Linked DNA regions of Rattus norvegicus: region 2 is linked to region 1. A link is a contact called in public Hi-C data. All regions are on one chromosome and are shown on one strand. The core of a region is the stretch at or near the end of the contact, and the rest is flanking DNA. Distances in the headings are between cores, read along the strand shown. Region 1 holds the start of Bcl9l (BCL9 like). Region 2 holds the start of Ddx6 (DEAD-box helicase 6).

Region 1 (4,829 bases), core at 1,957-4,456:
GCTGGCAAGCAGGGGCACAGATGCCAAGCTACGGCAGCCAGGCGCTCAACAGGTTGAGCCAGTCCCTGGAACAGCCAGCCCCACCCCAGGGAGAGCGGGCCTGGCAGAGGCTCCCTGCCTGGGGCACCCAGCCTGTACCGCTTTGCTCCCACGTCTGCCCACTTTCCCACGGTGCCATCCCCCTCTGTCCCCTCCCCCCACCAGGTCAGCACCCGGGCAGTGCCCAGGGCCTTGGTACAAGGAAGCAAGGGATGCCATTTCCCTGTCATCCTTGGGTGCCCGGGCTCTTCAGGTACCTCACTATCAGCAATGGAGAAGCTCAGGAAAAGTAATCATGGCATCAGGACTACATCAGTCCCCCACCCCCACTCCCTACCGGGCTTCCTTTGATCCTGGGAAGACTGGACACAGACACTCTGACTCCCTTGAGCTGCCCCAGGGCTCTGGGACAAAACCTCAGCCTGAGGCAGAGCCAGAGGCAGGGTGAGGGTGCCTTCAGCAACTCATCTAAGTTTCCCGGAGGAGAGAGGCTGCAGGGTGACTTTTGACTCCCTGTACTTACTCCAGAGCTTCTGCTGCCTGCAACTCTGGTGGTGCCCGCACGCCCCCACCTCACTCCAGGACTCCTTGGAGTACTGTCCTAGCAGCTTCCCCCAAAAGCAGCCACCCCTACTTTGTAACACATTTCCTTTCATCTAAAGCAAGTGCCAGGCGACCTGGCCCTTGCTGAGTTGACACTGCCACTCTGCTGCCCACTAGGTCTCTGTCCAGCAGGCTACTGGCCTCCTTGGTTGTTGAAGCTGAACCCACCAGCCTGAGGCTTCTGCTGAATCCAGATACCAGGAACTTGCTAACCAGAGTCCTGAGTGCTCTGTGTACTTTGAACAAGCCAGATCACCAAGCTCCAATTAGCACGGATGCTTTAACCCCAGATTTCTGTGACCCACCAGCCCTCCACTCCTCTCTTCGTGAACCCCTCCACCCCATCCCAAGCATGAGTGACACGACTTAGAAAAGAAATTCCAGCAGCAAGCATGCAGACAGAACCCCGGTCCTTCAAGGCCAGACAGGCGGATCACTTGAGAGAAAGTGCTCTCCTTCCTGGTACCAGAGTTCTGCTTCCCTCCCTGCTTCTCACCTTCCTCTAGCATTCTCACCCCATCCTGAGGCTCCCAACTGTGGGGCCTGAGAGCTGACTTTGAGCACACTTTTCCCTTGGAGCCATGAGATCATGGTCTTGGCCTGAGAAGGCAGCCAAGTCCATTCTGGGAAACAGCAACTGTCCTAGGGAAGAGACTGACCCCTGGAGAGGCTGAGGAGAGGGGGAGAAGGAAGTGTGGGTACTGGCATTGGTGGTGGTATAGCAGCTACGAGACAGACAACATTCCCAGGGAAAACAGAACGCCAAGCAGTTCATTGGGAGGGAAAGAGGCGGAGCAAAAAACCAAGGGGGCCCGCAGACCCTCCCGCACACACCTCTTCTAGGGCTCAGGCAAACACCAAGCCTTCCTCTCTCAGAAATGACACTCATTCTCCTAAAGCTGAGGTTCCCCCAGACAAGACATGAACACACACACACACACACACACACACACACACACACACACACACACACACACACACACCAAGCAGCAGACAGAACAGAAGGAGGAGGGAGGAAGGTGGTGTCAGAAAAACCCGGAAGGAAGGAAGCTGGACAGACAGACAGAAACTAATCCTTGCTTCATTGCTCCAGAGAGACACTCTTTTGACTCCCAGACTTTGAGGGATGTTCTATTTCTCCGTCTCCAGGGGGGTGGGGTGGGGGCGGCGGGAGGGAAGACGCCGGACCTCCATATCCTCTGAAACCAAATTCCAGCAGCCCTCGGAGTAGGGCCATACTCCAGCTACGCAGAGGGCCTAAGTCTTACTTCTCTTCTTCATATCCCTCACCCCCCAGGGGCTCTTTTGAATCAAGACAGGAGCCACCTTTCCTTGGCAGTGCAGAGAAACCTCCAAGGAACTGTATGACTGCCCCACCCCCAGCCAAGCCCACAGCACTCAGAATCCTTCGCAGGGGAGGCTCCTCTGGCTCCTAAGGCTGAGAGGCAGTGCCTAGGGGCAGAGGACCCAACCTCTCACTCTTGTCCCAACCCTTCTCCCCCAGGAGGCTCCCACGAGTCAGGGGAAGAGTGCTGGGTGCTAGGACCCAAGAGTTAGTGAGCCTGAGAGGGGGACTACATCTCCCAGAAGCCCCCAGGGCAGAGTTCCCTGCTCCAGCTGGCCCAAGGCCGGCCTTGTTCTCTGCGCTAAGGTGGTAGGGTCTCCTGGCTGCCACTAAGCCCTTCTCGTAGTGCTCCGAGAGTGCCAGCTTCGTTGAGGACCTAAGAATTTCTTCTGGTGACCCTAGAGGAGTCCCCCGCTTCCTAAACAGCCTGGGGTGCGAGCTAGAACGCAAGAGACAATCATACTGCGCTTCCCCTCCCCAATTTAAACTGGATCTCGCTTGGCGCGCTCCAGCTGGCCTGGCATGACTTTAGCCCTCTGCCCCAAACCAACCCTCACCTCGCACCGGTCGGGGGTCCTCACGCCAGGCCGGAGCTGGACGCCATAACCAGATCAGGGTCGTTGGGTGGACTGGGATCCTCCAGCAGGACGGTGGAGTCGTGGAGAAGGCGGGCAGGCGGTGGTCTTTTTGATCCTGGACGCCTTGATCTTAATACCAGCCCGGCCCGCGAGCAGGTATCCCGGAGGCGCTGGTTGCCTGGGTTCCTGCCTCCCAACCGCGGAGCATGGTCCTGGGCGCCGGCAGCAGCGGGAGAGCTACCGCACCGCCGTGCCCGGGCTCCGGGCTGGGGTCTCGGCCCAAACCTCCCAGCTCCGGCTGCTGCCGCTCCTGCTCCTCCTCCTCCCTTCCTTCCTTCCTTCCTTCCTTCGCCTCCTCCTTTCACTTTCCCCGAGGCCCGCGGGGACGGCGGGCACGGGGCGGGGAGGGGGCTGTCTAGGCGCTTATTGTTGGTCGGATGCCGAGGGTCCAGATCGCAGCCCCCGGGCGGCGCGGCGCCAGGGGACCCAGGCGTGCGGGCGTCCGGCCGGCTGGCTCCGGGCGGCGGCGGTGCTGCAGCGGCCCCGGATCCGGGGCATGTCCGGCCACTGGCTCCGCCGCGCGCCGCCGCCTCCCCGGGATCCCCTGCGCTGCCGGAGCCACGCTCGCCCCTCCACTCGGCTCCTCTCCCCAGCCTGAATAAGCATCGGGGCTCTCTGGCTGCCTCCTTCTGCCTTCATACCAGAGCCGGGAGAGGCCCCTGTCAAAATAAGAGCTCCCCCATCTCGCCCGACTCCTCGCCCAACCCGGCTCCCCCAGCCTCCCAGTGGTCTGACTCGGTAAGGCGCCCGACCGGCTAGCAGGAGGCAGTTGGCCCTGGGCGGGGAAGGGGCCTTGGAGCCACCCTCCCCCTTTCCTAAGGCTTTGGGAGGAGTAGCACCCAAAGCATCGGAGGCTAGGGAGAGGTCTGAGAAACCTACCGTGCTATCTGCACGGATTGGAAAGAGTGGGAGGGGGTTGGGGATTTAGCTCAGTGGTAGAGCACTTGCCTAGGAAGCGCAAGGTCCTGGGTTCGGTCCCCAGCTCCGAAAAAAAAGAACCAAAAAAAAAAAAAAAAAAAAAAAAAAAAAAAGAGTGGGAGTAGCCTGGACGGACACACACACACACACACACATCTAGCTCCCCTCTTTATTGTACCCACCTACATTCATTTTGCACTAAGAACATTCCCCCCTCCCACTGAGGACATAGACTGAATTTTTTTTTTCAATTAAACCTTCAGCAGTGCAAATTGGATGCTTAGAAAATGTTTGAGGAAGCGAAACCTTTGTCTTCTCAAACTCTTCCTCACCTCAAAAGGCATCACACATACATTCACAGCACACACACAAAAACACCATCCTATAGGATGTCAGACCCGTGGAGGGAAAAAAATTCTACACAGTTTTTAAAAGCACTGCATGTATTACCTCAATGGTTACCACGGATTCACAAGGAAGGGGTTATAGCCCCGTTACATAAATGAGAAAAGCAAGGCTTGTGTGACTTAAGGAATTACTGAGTTGCACAATTAGAATTGTGAACCTAGGACTAGAATTCAAGTCTTCTTCTCTCAGGACACTTTTCTTCTATCCCGCTGCCCCTTCACCTAGAATGAGATCAACCAGTGCTGAGCACTGCCTGTTTCAGAAAGAAAGGACACTAGCAAACTGTGTGTCTTCAGTTCCCCCTCACCTGTCACATCTGTACCACCCACCAGAGTACTGATTGTCCTTTCTCCTTTCTGTACATCTGGCTGGCACAAGATTCCTGAGGACTCAGATCATAACTGCCAGTCTCTATGTTCCTTCCACGAATGACTCAAGTGTTGGCCAGGTTGACAGTAGGGCTTCAGTGAATGTTGACTGAAGGAGTGGATGGGCCCAGGAGCTGGGCACTGGGCAAGATCTGGGAGGTCCAGATGGGGGCAGGGGCATAAGCCTTGAATGAAAAAGACTTCAGGGTGACAGGAAATGAAGGCCAAAGGATCAGGAGTTCAAGATCATCTTGAACCTGAGCTCAAACTGGGCAAATATGACTTTCTATCTAAAATAATAAAATAAACAATAGTAATAGATAAAAATAAACAAAAGCCCTGAAAGTGGAGAGAATGACTCTATGACATGTGTGTGTGTGTGATAACATTATGACTTACAGAACACTGTTGTATTACTGAATGGCCATATTTTAGGGTTGACTTTTGTTTGTAAATAGGGTCTCTGTAGCCATGGCTGTTCTAGAACTCACTCTGTAGACCAGGCTGAAC
Region 2 (4,190 bases), core at 404-2,903, 120 kb before region 1:
TAGTAAAAGGGGAAAGAAAAACCAGAGGGCTAAACTTGTAGTTTTAATAAAATTCTCCCAAATCACCCTGAATAGCGAGTCTAATTAAGTTATTTTTAAGAAAGAGTTGGTCAACCTCCTCTACTTTAAATTGTTCCCCAAATGGAATTCTCAAAATTTGGCAAATAAAAAATTACTAAGGACCAGTATAAGCCCAACTCGTTCAGTTTTATTTTGTAACCCCCTTACATTATTTCACTGGTTCCCAAAACACTAGCTTAATTAGTGCTAGTTATCTTTGCCACACACCAAGTGTCCCAAACCCAAAATTTTCAAGTCAAAGGATATCTCGTTATATATCAACTTGCTCACAAATGCTGCTTATCACATAAAGCTGTTTATTTGTTCTGTTAATAGGCATTTTCTGTATTGACAGCATATGATCAACAGTATGAGGTACGTCAAACAGGAAGGCTTCCTATTTGTACAGCACTAAGAGGCTGAAGGGGGCAACCTCTGAATACTAACGGACACCATCAGTACTGTCAATCAAGCCCAGTAAGACCCAGTGCCTTAAACCCAGAGACTTCGATAACTGCTCTCTCCAGAAACAGATACCTGCACTGCAGTTTTATGTCTCAGTTGGGGAAATATTCGTCCTACCCCTTCCCAATTTAGATTTGCAAGTTATAGTCTTAAAACAAAACCACGAAGGAACGTAGACTTAGCTGGGAGGAGCCCCTGGCAGAGTTAATTACAGCACGGCCCAGACCGTGGTTAGCAATTGACAGTTTCACACCTAAAACAGTACCATAAGCTCCAACAAGGGCTTTTGTTTGCAAATACAGCGCGATTTCTCTAAGCCTCAGCAGGAAGTTGGAGTGATTGGGGTTTTTCTGAAGGAAAAGGGGGGCTATGGAAAAGGAAAAACCAAGCTAAGACTCGGAGTCCAGTAACCGTAGGGCAATAATTCCTCTCCCCCTCCCCCAACTACACTCTACAAATCCAGCTCCTTCAGATCAAAACGCAAAAGGGTTTTTTTCTGCCCTGCAATCTATCTGCGCCACAAGAGCCGGAACCAGCTCTGCGAGTGGGAAACAATAGGGACTCCCCTCAGAAGGCCCGGAAGAGAACCCCAAAAACTGGACCGCCTCCCCTTTCCTCTTACGCCGCTGAGTCTCCCCAAACCCTATGTTCCCACCAACCTGCAAGGCCTACTTGCAACCGAGCAGCTGCGGGTCCTCTCCTAGCCCAGTCTCCGGACAGCACAGCCCTGCCGCCCCCAACAGGGCTGCCTCGCACTCCCAACCTCACTCCGGAGTCCCGGCCGCCGCTCCGTCCCCGCTCCCGTCTACCACACCGCTCGCCCAGAGCACTCCACCGCTCCTCCTCCAGACCGGGCACACACCACATTCCTCGGTTCCACTCCTCTCCGCCGCCGCCGCTGCTCCTCTCAGCGGCCACCCGCCCGTCCTCCCGGGCCAGGCCTGGGCCTCGGGCTTCCGCCCCAAGCGCGCCCTGACTCCCGCCCGAGGGGGCTCCCCGCGACCCTCAGGGCCCTACCGACCCCGACCACACCGCCTCACCCCACGCCCCGCGGCTCGGGCCCGAGTCCTACCACCCAGGCCACTCCCGCTCCGCACCCTCGGTCCTTTATTGTTGACTCGAAGCTCCCAAAATGGCGGCGGCTCCTTCCTCCTCGGAAACCTCCGCCCGCCCCCACCCGGCCCCTCGCCGCTACGCCCGCCGCCCCGCCCCCGCCGCGCCGCTCGCCGCCCGCGCCGCCGCCGCCGCTGCCGTCCCGCGCTACCTCGGCCGTAGCCCGCTGTGCCGGCGCCCCGGATGTCGCCGCTGAGCGGAGCTGACTCTGCTGCTCTGCCCCCTCCCTCGCCCGCCGCTGTCGTCTCCCTCCCTCCTTCCCAGCCTCTCCGCATGGCGGCGGCTGCGGCTCCTCCTCCACACAAGATGGCGAGAGCTCCGCCGCTGCAGCCGCCGCGGCGTCACGGCTTCCTGGGCGCGGCGGGCGAGGGTCGGGAGAGACTCGTTACTGATGGGACCGAGCTCAGGGAAACACGGGGCTGTTTTCGGGAAGGACGGACGGACGGACAGACGGACGGACGGACGGACTGGAGAGCTTGCCTGCAGAGCTGAGGAGACCAGTGGGGAAATGAATGGTGGCCGGGGAGTGTCGTCCTTGCCTTCGTCCCTCCTGAGCTGGGCTGGCCGGGCCGGGCGGAGGGGACGCCTGCTGACTGCTGACCGGGGACGCGCTCGGAGGGCAGCCTGCGCCGGTCCGGAAGCTGACCTGGGGTGGCCGGGAGGCTGCTGCGAGGCCAGGGCGCACCTCCACCCAGGGACGTGCAGAAAAATTGGGCCTGAAGGGCCGAGGCTGTCGGCGAGGCAGCGGGGAAAGCGTGAACCGGGAGCCCGCCCTAGGTCGTGGGCTACCAAGCCCAGAGTGCAGGCGAGGTGACCCTTTGCTCCTGCCGGCAGTGGCACTCTTCTAGAAAGAAGGGCGGGTCGCCTCTACGAGGGAGGTCTCGCTGTGAAAATGGGAAACCAGTAGATTCTGCTGCCTGACCCTCACTGCAGACAGCTATCTGTGCATTTGTTTCTATGATTCTCAGATCCTGAGGTCTTATCCTTAACCTAGAAAGCAGTCTTGTTTCAAGTAAAACAAACATTTCTTGTGTGTTAAGTAAAAATCGAGCTGGGCCGAAGTGAAAAACCTGCGTCCTACGCTGCTGGAGGGCTGGAAATACTGACAATGGTCAAATCATTTGTGACAATACGACTCCATACTAGATCACTCGTTAAGGGGTCCTGAACAGTCAATACTCGTAGTCAGTGACTAGCAGCTTCCATATTTTTTACCGCTGCTTCCAACTTGAGACCAATCAGAGAAAGCCAAATACGCTCTCTAAGCCAATGACTCCCTGCTTCCAGCCCTTCTCCTGCTTTCTAGACAGCAACATCCAATCAGAGTAAGCCTGAAGCACCCCTCCCCAACTGCTGCGCTTTTCGTGTGTGTGTGTGTGTGTGTGTGTGTGTGTGTGTGTGTGTGTGTAGTGCTTGTGTTAGTAAGTGTGTGTGTGTGTAGTGCTTGTGTTAGTAAGTGTGTGTGTAGTGCTTGTGTTAATAAGTGTGTGTGTGTAGTGCTTGTGTTAGTAAGTGTGTGTGTGTGTGTGTGTGTGTGTGTGTGTGTGTGTGTGTGTGTAGTGCTTGTGTTAGTAAGTCTTTACCAAACTCCAGTGGATGCTTGCTGACCCCATTGCCATTGCAAGCACTAAGTAAATAGCCAGTTGTCATTTGGCGATTTTGATTTAGTTCCATAGAGCAAAGAAAGCCCTTTGTTGTCTTGAAATAGGTTCTTGCATTGTTGCTCTGGTTGAGATTTATAAGTGTGTGCCACCACACCCAGTACTCTAACTTAGTATTATTATAATGGTGATGCTTTTTGCAATTCTGAGTTTAAAGCATTTTATCTCCCACCCAGATAAAATGCTTTACTCGTGCAAGAGAATAGGCCTGTACTTTGTCTTCACCCTGGAGAGAACCTACGTGATCTCTTAAGAAAAGGTGTGAGGCTTTGTTTGCCCCTTTTGTTTATTTGTTTGGTTGGTTTTTGAGACAATTTCTCTGTGTAGCTCTGGCTGTCCTGGAACTCACTCTGTATAGTCCAGGCTGTCTTTGCCTCCTGAGTGGTATGGCTAAAGGCATTCACCAACCCCTGACCTAAAAGTTGTTTTCATTTATTTCTTTTAAAGTTAACTTAATTTGATGTGTATGTGTACCTGGAGCCTGAGGAGGCCAGTAAGGGTCCTCTGATCCCTTGAAGCTGGGGTTACAAATGATTGTGAGCTACCATGTGGGTGCCGGGAACTGAACCATGGTCCTCTGCAAGTGTAGCCTGTGTTCTTAACTGCTTAGCCATCTCTCCAACTCCTGTTTCTCCCTCTGTCCCTTTTTTTCTTTCTCTCCACCATCTGTCTGTCCATCTTCCTTCCTTCCTTTCCCTCCCTCTTTCTCTCTCTCTTTCTCTCCCTCTCTCTCTTCCTTCCTTCCTTCCTTCCTTTCCTTCCTTCCTTCTTTCTTTCTTTCTTTCTTTCTTTCTTTCTTTCTTTCTTTCTTTCTTTCTTTCTTTCTTTCTGGTTTTGCTTTGTTTTGTTTGAAGACAGGGTTTCTCTCTGCAGACCAGCTGTCCTCATACA

What was found. Hi-C and Micro-C count contacts between places; a contact is called where the count stands out from the background.
Region 2: a Hi-C map of liver shows a contact between it and region 1, with 3 times the contacts expected there. The contact joins the promoter of Ddx6 here to the promoter of Bcl9l in region 1. A contact is called at or near these places in 2 of 12 Hi-C or Micro-C datasets (liver and mammary epithelial cells) and 1 of 1 datasets of contacts at active chromatin or transcription factors (oligodendrocytes).

The regions. Positions count from the first base shown.
Region 1 is chr8:53,707,147-53,711,975 of GRCr8, reverse strand. Bcl9l (BCL9 like) reads right to left here and starts at 3,206. Exons shown (of 11, transcript NM_001106817.1): 1 at 2,545-3,206.
Region 2 is chr8:53,826,212-53,830,401 of GRCr8, reverse strand. Ddx6 (DEAD-box helicase 6) reads right to left here and starts at 1,653. Exons shown (of 14, transcript NM_001109292.1): 1 at 1,566-1,653.